Regions from separate parts of the Mus musculus genome. Here all the other regions are linked to region 3. A link is a contact called in public Hi-C and HiChIP or PLAC-seq data. All regions are on one chromosome and are shown on one strand. The core of a region is the stretch at or near the end of the contact, and the rest is flanking DNA. Distances in the headings are between cores, read along the strand shown.

Region 1 (3,068 bases), core at 146-2,645, 240 kb before region 3:
GATTGATTGATTGATTGATAGTTGATAGATGGATAGACATAGATAGATGATGGGTGGATGGATAGATGATGGATAGATGCAAGAACAGGATGTTTATTGATGTTTGCTTACTTGGTCCTCACAAAACCGGGCAGATCCTAACTTGAACATAATTTATTAAGAGTATGACATTTTCTCGTACCCGTTTTTTACTTAGGTGCAGTATGATGTCCGAGGCATCTTGGAAAAGAACAGAGACACATTCAGAGATGACCTTCTCAACCTGCTCAGGGAAAGCAGGTATGCCGTTTCTCCTCCATGACGTCATTAGCAAGCACATTACAGTGTGTGCGGATGTCCGCATTTGTGAACAGAGAACACACTGCAGTTGTAGAAGCACTTGACTTAGCTTCTTCTCCAGTGACCCAAGGGATAGAATATAGAAGCAAGGAGTACCCATACTGAGGCAGAAACATGAAACCATGAGGTGGATATTACCCTTTATCTATGCGGTTATACTGGTGAGGAACCACAGCCAGGGAGCAGCTCTGTGATTTGCTGAGAGGAAATCACTGTGGTGGCCAGAGGCTAAGCTTCTGTATCAGGTACGTTTGGCTCAGGAACCTGATCTTGACTAGCCCAGCCTGCTTGCCCACTCTATGGTCGTTGAGCTGTTTTCATTTCAGGTCTGGTTTTTATAGGACCCTGTTTCTCATCGTGGTGAGATGTCAAGAACATTAAGCAACTGTTAATACAACCAGAATTATTAATGTATTGGTCAGTTATTCATTCATTCAGCAATTGTAAGTTCACACCATGGAATCAAGAGTTAAGGGAAAACAGAAAATTTTAACGATTAGTTTAGCTATTTGCATCAACTTAGGCAGGAAGTTCCCTATTGTCCAGCGACTTGGTAAAGGAGACAGGATTTGAGACAAAGCCCTCCCTTGTAGGCTTTTCAAACCTTTGGGGGATATAGCATGAATATATACAGAAATAACTTTTAATGGCTGAGGAAGGAAGTAGACAATTGTTAAAAAGCTGTGCGTAAATACCAGGTGGTCACCCTGTCATTTAGCCAGCTATGGATGGGGTGAAAGGAGCCAGGCTGAGCTTGCAATCCAAAGCGCTTGATCTTCACACTTCTGTTCTCCCCTGTGAAAGTGCACTGCTTAAACTATTCTCAGCTACTTCTATTTGTAGGTGAGTTTTTCAGACCGGCAGAAAACACAGGATGCTGGAAAATGCCACAGCATGTTACCTGACAAGGCAGGTCTCAGCTGTTAGCATCTAAAGGCTACATTTAAATACAAGCCGCCTGTTGATGTTAAGTGGCGGCCTTTTGTTGTGGTGGATGCTGTAGAAGGAAGAGCTGCTCTCAGAGATCACAAGCTGTCTCTGTCCTAGTGTGAAAGGGGTGAATTTGAGGCAGCAGCCTGGGGTTTCCCTATGCAAATGGGGGGAGCTTACTTCCCTTTCACCTTTGCCAGCTTTGACCTTTTAATGGAATGCAGGCTGTTCTCTAAGAGTTTAAAGCAGTTGGGGTGAGGAGCAGCCCAAGGCAAAAGTGCACACTTCTCCGAGGCCCAGGGAGGAATCCTACCATCTCCACCTTGAGGATACAGTTGGTGGATGGATGGATGGATGGATGGATGGATGGTCCTTGTGCCTTTCCCCGTGGCGGTGGCACCATCAGCATGCCCAGCTTTATAGCTAGTAGTGTCTGTCCACAGTGCTAGGCAGCTGATGAGTTATCAGAAAGCCTTTCACTTTATCAATAGTGGTGATGGTGCTGTGTGATGGAGTTGCAATCTCCTGGCCACGGCCCAGGCACTGTGTCTCTGGCCTACACCACATCTTCATTTTATTCTAAAATTTCTCCCATCATTTGAGATAAGCCATCTGAGGCCTAAAGAGAGGGATGGGGCATCTTGTATTTGTGATGGCAGCTATGAAGTAGAAGAGGCAGGATTTGAACCTGTGTCCACCTGGATGTTGTTCCTACTAGCACTGTCCCAACATGTGTCAGATGGACCCTTCACCTCCGTGCACAGTGGACAGAATACACCAGCTCTGCACCTGAGAATTCCTCCGTAGAGCTGACCAATTATTGATTGAAAACCTGTGTTAGAAATAAAGCAGAGACAAAGCCTGTGGCTGTGCTGAAAAGACTTCTGTCTCACTGTTCTTTCTTTTTTTTTTAAAGATTTATTTTATTAATATATGTAAGTACACTGTAGCTGTCTTCAGACACTCCAGAAGAGGGAGTCAGATCTTGTTACAGATGGTTGTGAGCCACCATGTGGTTGCTGGGATTTGAACTTTGGACCTTCGGAAGAGCAGTCGGGTGCTCTTACCCACTGAGCCATCTCACCAGCCCCTCACTGTTATTTCTAAACCAGTGCTTCTCAAACTGTGGGTGGTAGCCCCTTTGGGGGTTGAATGGCCATTTCACAGGGATCACCCAAGACCATCAGAAAACACAGATACTTACATTATAGATTGTAACAGGAGCAAAATTACAGTTTTGAAGTAGCATCAACAATAATTTTGTGGTTAGGGGTCACCACAGCATGAGCAACTGTATTCAGAGGTCACAGCATCAGGAAAGCTGAGGACCACCGACCTAGCCAGTAACACTTAATACCTCTTTAGGGAGAATGTTCTTTGTGTTGTTACTGTAAATAATCTAGACATGGCTTAAGGTGTGTGGGAAAATGTGTGTTGGTTCTGTGCAGACAGTGGCTTATTATAAACAAGGGACCTGAGCATTTGGGGTGCTGGTTTCCATGAGCGGTCCTGGAACCCATTCCCCTACCCCACCCCAAGAAGCCCCTGTATGAAATGGTGCAGATGAGGAAGTGGAGGAAGGCTATAGGGGCTTAGGTGGGTCTCCAGCCTATTCATCAGTGAGACCCCGCCCAGCTCACCATCTCTCTGTTTGTTTGTTTGTTTGTTTGTTTGTTTGTTTTTAGGGTTGTTTTGTTTTCCGAGATAAGGTTTCTCTGTCTGTTCCAGGGTGTCCTGGAACAAGCTCCATAGATCAGGCTGGCCTTGAACTCAGAGATACACAAGCCTCTGCCTCCCAA
Region 2 (3,173 bases), core at 374-2,873, 200 kb before region 3:
AAGAAATTTTTGCACCTGAAAAAGGCAGCCATCGTGTTCCAGAAGCAACTGCGAGGACAGCTGGCACGCAGGGTTTACAGGCAGCTGTTGGCTGAGAAACGGGAGCTGGAGGAAAAGAAGAGGCGGGAGGAAGAGAAGAAGAGAGAGGAAGAGGAAAGGTATGTGCTCTGCCGGCTGAAACAGAACGGTTCACTGGGAGGGTTATCCTTGTTGGCCCGTTAGGGATTCCCAGGGGACCGGGAGAGCTCTCCGCTGACCCTGAAGCTTACAAATCTGAGCAGGCTGACTGACCTGTGTACGTGCCTGCGTACGTAACGTGCCTGCGTGCACGTGGAGGGCAGGGGTTGAGTCAGACGCCTTATTGTTCTGGACAAGTGACTGAGCAGCAGGCTCCACGGTGCCACCTGCTTCTGCTCCTCCAGCCTTGGAATTACAGGTGTGTGCTGCTGCAGATCACACCACGTGGATGCAGAGGGTCTGAACTCAGGGCTCCTGCTCAGAAAGCAAGCTCGTTACAGACCGAGACATCTCCCCAACCCGCTTCTTCCTTTTTAACTGGCAAAGATCTTCTCCGGGTTGCGTACATAGCTCAGCGATAGAGTGTTTGCCTCGGACAGACGAGCCCCCCAGCACTGCCGAAGGAGGAGAGCTGGTGAAGATTGGTGTCAAGGTTGTTGATTTTCACCAGCTGCTTTTCTTTCCCTTTCTTAGAGAAAGAGAGCGAGCGCAAAGAGAAGCTGACCTCCTCCGTGCCCATCAGGTGAGGAGCGCAGCGATTTCTGGGGCTTTATGTACTACCTTCCTGCTTCAGACTTGGACACTGGGTCTGAAGATTCACAATGGAAATAAAGTAGGAGATAGTGGGAACACAGGCTGAGGGGATGTTTCGGGGGCACTCTCTTTCCCAGCACAGTGGCATGGAGCGTAGAGAAAGTCTTGGGCTTTCAGTGTGAATCGAAGTATGGTTTCTCTGTGGCAGAGCAACACCATGTTAGTGTCTTAGAGACGCCTTCACATTCTGTTGCCATTTCCATGGGTGGCCACCTCACGCCGTGGTCCGTCCTTGATATTCATTTCAGGTGTCTGACTCCCACTGTCCTCTTTTTATAAGGACGCCATTCAGATTGGATGCAGGCTCCAGTCATCGGGCCCCACCTCATTTTAACTTAGTCACCCGATTAAAAGCCCCTTGTCCAACCGTAGTAGTTATTCTGAGGCGCTGGGGTTAGGGTTTCAGCTTGTCGTTTGGGTGGGGCCACAGTTCAGTGTGTAGAACAGGAAGAAGGTGCTTGTTCTAAAACCCACCTTGCCCCTGGTCCAGGAGGCAGAGACAAGGAGGCAGCAAGAACTGGAAGCCTTGCAGAAGAGCCAGAGGGAAGCGGACTTGACCAGGGAGCTGGAAAAGCAAAGGGAGAACAAGCAGGTGGAGGAGATCCTCCGCCTGGAGAAGGAAATCGAGGATCTGCAGCGCATGAAGGAGCGGCAGGAGCTGTCGTTGACCGAGGCCTCCCTGCAGAAGCTGCAGCAGCTGCGGGATGAGGAGTTGCGCAGGCTGGAGGATGAGGCCTGCCGCGCCGCCCAGGAGTTCTTGGAGTCGCTCAACTTCGACGAGATCGACGAGTGCGTCCGCAACATCGAGCGCTCCCTGTCGGTAGGGAGCGAGATTTCGGGCGAAGAGCTCAGTGAGCTTGCCGAGAGTGCCAGCGGAGAGAAGCCAAACTTCAACTTCAGCCAGCCCTACCCCGCGGAGGAGGAGGTGGACGAGGGCTTCGAGGCGGATGACGACGCCTTCAAGGACTCGCCCAACCCCAGCGAGCACGGCCACTCCGACCAGCGAACGAGTGGCATCCGGACGAGCGACGACTCATCCGAGGAGGACCCTTACATGAACTACACGGTGGTGCCCACCAGCCCCAGTGCCGACAGTACGGTGCTTCTTGCTGCGTCCATGCAGGACTCCGCTAGCCTGCACAACTCCTCGAGTGGGGAGTCCACCTACTGCATGCCGCAGAACAACGGCGACCTGCCCTCCCCCGACGGCGACTATGACTATGACCAGGACGATTACGAGGATGGCGCCATCACGTCAGGCAGCAGCGTGACTTTCTCCAACTCCTATGGAAGCCAGTGGTCCCCCGACTACAGGTATTCCGTGGGAACCTACAACAGTTCCGGAGCGTACCGGTTCAGCTCAGAAGGGGCGCAGTCCTCCGTGAGTATCTGCCATCTTGTCCCTAAAGGTGGGAGAGTGGGGGTGGGGGTGGGAGGGCTCTCATTGGCCTAGACCTCACCCAGGAGTCTATAGTGGGCTATGCTGGCCAGTGACCCAGGAGATCCACCTACCTCTCTTCCCTAGTGCTAGGGTTATAAGCAGGTCTAAACAACTCAAGCTGTTTTTACAAAGACTTTGAGAATCCACTCAGGTAGTGTACGTACTTCACTAGCAGAGCCGTCTGCCAAGCCATAAACTCCTGACTGGTTGGAGATGAGATCAGGCACATTCAGAATGGTGTAGTCATAGATAGACCAGAACTGGCATCTTAAAAATGAGGCTCAGCATGGCTTTTCTGCAGACCCTGAGGAAGCTGGCCCACTCACTCTCCTGGGGTGTATTGAAGTACAGTCCAAGCCACTCAATGTATTTCTTTTAATAAGGAGGGAATCTATATAGTTTAAATGTGTTCTTTTTTTTTTTTTCTTACGTTTGGCTTTTTCTCTTATGTATTAAATGTTGTCTTTAGTTCCTCAGATTTGACCAATATTTTTGGCATAGCAACTTAAGGGTTTCTTTAACTTTGTTTGTTTGTTTGTTTGTTTCAAGACAGAGTTTCTCTGTGTAGCTCTGGCTGTCCTGGAACTCACTCTGTAGACTAGGCTGGCCTCGAACTCAGAAATCCACCTGCCTCTGCCTCCCAAGTGCTGGGATTGATTAAAGGCGTGCACCACCACTGCCTGGCTGAGTTTCTTTAACTCTTGTGTGGCTTGATTAAAATGAGACCCTTAAACATCCTCTTTAGCGTGGAGTCTCTGGGTTAGAGTCAGCTTATAGTGTAAGTGTTGGGTCAGCTCACTGGCAGATGCTGTGTCTGAGTTCTCTGTTACATTCTGAATTCCCTGGACGGCCACAGTAGCAGTGTCGTCGAGTCAGGAGCGCTCCTCCTCCGTTGTGTGGC
Region 3 (2,865 bases), core at 310-2,809:
GTGCCTAATCCTCTAGAGACTTGATACCCCAGGGAGGGGCTTTGCAGGAGGGGGGTCACCCTCTCTGAGGTGAAGGGGAGGGAGTATAGGGGAAAGAACTCTGTGAAGGGGACTAGGAGAGGGCAACATTTGGGATATAATTATAATAATAACAAAAACAACAACAACACAAAAAAAATACTGGCATTATTTTTGACAAAAGGCTCTAGAACCCCCCCCCCCCCAAAGGCATTTGGGCAAAGGTTTACAAAAGGGAGCAAGCTGGCAGAAAGATATTCAGGCAGAATAGCATAGCAACGGATTTCTAACACAATACCAAAAATATACTTGCTTAACCTGTTAGAACAATTGACATTGAATCAGGGTGAGTTAAAGGCAGGGATAGAACAGAGGATTTGCCAGGCAGTGGTGGCATACGCCTTTAATCCAAGCACTTGGGAGGCAGAGGCAGGTGGATTTCTGAAGGTCGAGGCCAGCCTGGTCTACAGAGTGAGTTCCAGGACAGCCAGGGCTACACAGAGAAACCCTGTCTCAAGAAAAAAAAAATCGAACTGATATGAATTGCTGCTGTTATACACACAGGGTCTCCAAGGTTTAGTACCCACGATGGAGCGTAAAATCACAGATAGATCCTTTTAAAGTTTTAGATGCTGAAAGAGTATTTCGATCATTAAAAGCAACTTCACCTAGTTTGACTTTTTTGTTTGTTTGTTTTTATTAGGTATTTATTTCATTTACATTTCCAATGCTATCCCAAAAGTCCCCCACACGGTCCCCCACCCACTCCCCTACCCATCCACTCCCACTTTTTGGTCCTGGCGTTCCCCTGTACTGGGGCATATAAAGTTTGCAAGTCCAATGGGCCTCTCTTTCCACTGATGGCCAACTAGGCCATCTTCTGATACATATGCAGCTAGAGACACGAGCTCTGGGGGTAATGGTTAGTTCATATTGTTGTTCCACCTATAAGGTTACTTTCTCTAGCTCCTCCACTGGGGGCCCTGTGATCCATCCAATAGCTGACTGTGAGCATCCACTTCTGTGTTTGTTAGGCCCGGGCATAGTCTCTACTTTGACTTTTTATATGGCTACTTGGATTTAAAAATCTCACATGTGGCTCGGATTATATTTTGTGGGACAGTGGCTAGGCTGTACTTTCGGCTCCCAGCAGGGAATCTTTTCTGTTCAAGAGCTCTGACCGCCCCCTTCGCTGCAAAGAGCTTGGGTCGGTTTGGCCTCCGGAAGTTCCACGCTGTCGCCACGTTTGATCCCCCTTTCCAGAGGCGCGAGAGACAGTCTTGACGGGATCCATCTCTCAAGAGCAGTCCCAGAACCATCCCAGGCACCCACGCCCTTCTTTCCCTCACAAGCCCATCCCTCTGACCTCGTCACGGCAAGCGACACAACCGCTAAGCCCTCAGGAGGCAGCGGCATCCTCCAGGCACACGCCCACCTTTGATTGACAGGGCGGATCCAGGCGCGAAGAGAGCGACATGAAACTTCGTCATTTCCGGGGACCCAGGCGGGCCTTCTTAAGCCAGCTGCCAAGAGTTTCCTGTGCGAGTCGGAAGTTCCCTCACTTAGAACTCGGAAGTTCCCTCACTTAGAGCCCGGAAGCTGGTGTCTGGTGTGTCTTTTCCTGGCTGTGGGCGAAGGAGGTTCTCTGCGTTTGTGGGACTAGAAGGCGGCCGGTCAGGCTTAGAAGGTTCTCGGCTGGGTCGTCTCTGTCTTCCGGGCCCGGGGATGGCGGCTCTCACGTGCATCACCTGCCGGGTGGCGTTCCGCGACGCGGAGCTGCAGCGGGCGCACTACAAGACGGACTGGCACCGCTACAACCTGCGGCGCAAGGTGGCCGCCATGGCCCCGGTGACGGCCGAGGGCTTCCAGGAGCGGGTGCGGGCGCAGCGCGCGGTGGCCGAGGCGGCGGAGGCGAGCAAGGGCGCGGCCACCTACTGCACGGCGTGCGGCAAGAAGTTCGCCACCTTCAACGCCTACGAGAACCACCTCGGCTCCCGGCGGCACGCCGAGCTGGAGCGGAAGGCGGTGCGGGCCGCGAGCCGGCGCGTGGAGCTGCTGAACGCCAAGAACCTGGAGAAGGGGCTGGGCGCGGACGGCGTCGACAAGGACGCCGTGAACGCCGCCATCCAGCAGGCCATCAAGGCCCAGCCCTCCACGTCCCCCAAGAAAGCGCCCTTCGTGCCCACGGACGAGTGCGGGAGGGCGGCGGCGGGCGCACGGGGCGTCCCGGAGCGAGACCCGACGGAGAAGCCGCCCCGGCTCCAGTGGTTCGAACAGCAGGCGAAGAAGCTGGCGAAGCAGCAGTGGGAGGACGGAGAGGAGGAGGGAGAGGAAGAGGAGGAAGACGACGAAGACGAAGGTAGGTAAGGGTCCTGTCGGGGTTGGGGCGAGCGGGAGGCTCCGGGAGACATCGCGATGGAGACGAAGGGCTGGGTCCACGTTCAGCGATGTCGCCCTCCCCTGAGGCCCCCAGCCCGAGCCTTCTTCAGTGTTTACCTTTGCGACATCCATTCCCAGGCTGGACCCTGACTTTCTTCTTATCCTTTTACCGCAGCCTTTGAGGGAGTGGGGTTCCAGGCCCAGGGCATCCCGCCTGGATTTAAAGATGTTTCCTGGTTTATGACTTTTAACTAGTTAAGCAGATGGATTGTAGGCCTCCATACTTTTTTGGTGTTTTTTTGGTTTTTCGAGACAGGGTTTCTCTGTGTAGCCCTGGCTGTCCTGGAACTCACTCTGTAGACCAGGCTGGCCTTAAACTTTAGAAATCCCCCTGCCTCTGCCTCCCAAGTGCTGGGGTTAAAGGCGAGTGCCACCACTGCCGGGCTGTAGACCTCCATTCTTATGCTT

What was found. Hi-C and Micro-C count contacts between places; a contact is called where the count stands out from the background. HiChIP or PLAC-seq counts read pairs in DNA pulled down with a chosen protein or histone mark.
Region 1: a Hi-C map of embryonic stem cells shows a contact between it and region 3, with 2.7 times the contacts expected there. The contact joins the enhancer-like site here to the promoter of Zfp622 in region 3. A contact is called at or near these places in 3 of 39 promoter capture datasets (embryonic stem cells, liver and macrophages), 6 of 484 Hi-C or Micro-C datasets (cardiomyocytes, embryonic stem cells, myeloid progenitors and 1 more) and 2 of 9 other capture datasets (adipose tissue and liver).
Region 2: a contact with region 3 is called in an Esrrb HiChIP or PLAC-seq map of embryonic stem cells, with 9 times the contacts expected there. The contact joins the enhancer-like site here to the promoter of Zfp622 in region 3. A contact is called at or near these places in 1 of 39 promoter capture datasets (macrophages), 3 of 484 Hi-C or Micro-C datasets (bone marrow-derived macrophages, embryonic stem cells and forebrain), 10 of 115 datasets of contacts at active chromatin or transcription factors (the 230-238 cell line, the HPC-7 cell line, bone marrow-derived macrophages and 6 more) and 3 of 9 other capture datasets (adipose tissue, liver and pancreatic islet).

Annotation. Positions count from the first base shown.
Region 1 is chr15:25,739,091-25,742,158 of GRCm38.p6, forward strand. Myo10 (myosin X) reads left to right here. Exons shown (of 41, transcript NM_019472.2): 17 at 197-279. Among named protein-coding and RNA genes, the nearest start is that of Retreg1, 100 kb to the right of the region's middle. Within about 2 kb of position 1,396, at least 25 of the 459 cell types and tissues checked have an H3K27ac peak or open chromatin away from gene starts, as enhancers often do. A contact at or near this core is called in embryonic stem cells, where this site is marked.
Region 2 is chr15:25,779,653-25,782,825 of GRCm38.p6, forward strand. Myo10 (myosin X) reads left to right here. Exons shown (of 41, transcript NM_019472.2): 23 at 1-158; 24 at 712-760; 25 at 1,322-2,212. Among named protein-coding and RNA genes, the nearest start is that of Retreg1, 62 kb to the right of the region's middle. Within about 2 kb of position 1,624, at least 16 of the 459 cell types and tissues checked have an H3K27ac peak or open chromatin away from gene starts, as enhancers often do. A contact at or near this core is called in embryonic stem cells, where this site is marked.
Region 3 is chr15:25,982,807-25,985,671 of GRCm38.p6, forward strand. Zfp622 (zinc finger protein 622) reads left to right here and starts at 1,560. Exons shown (of 6, transcript NM_144523.3): 1 at 1,560-2,377. The coding sequence starts at 1,744.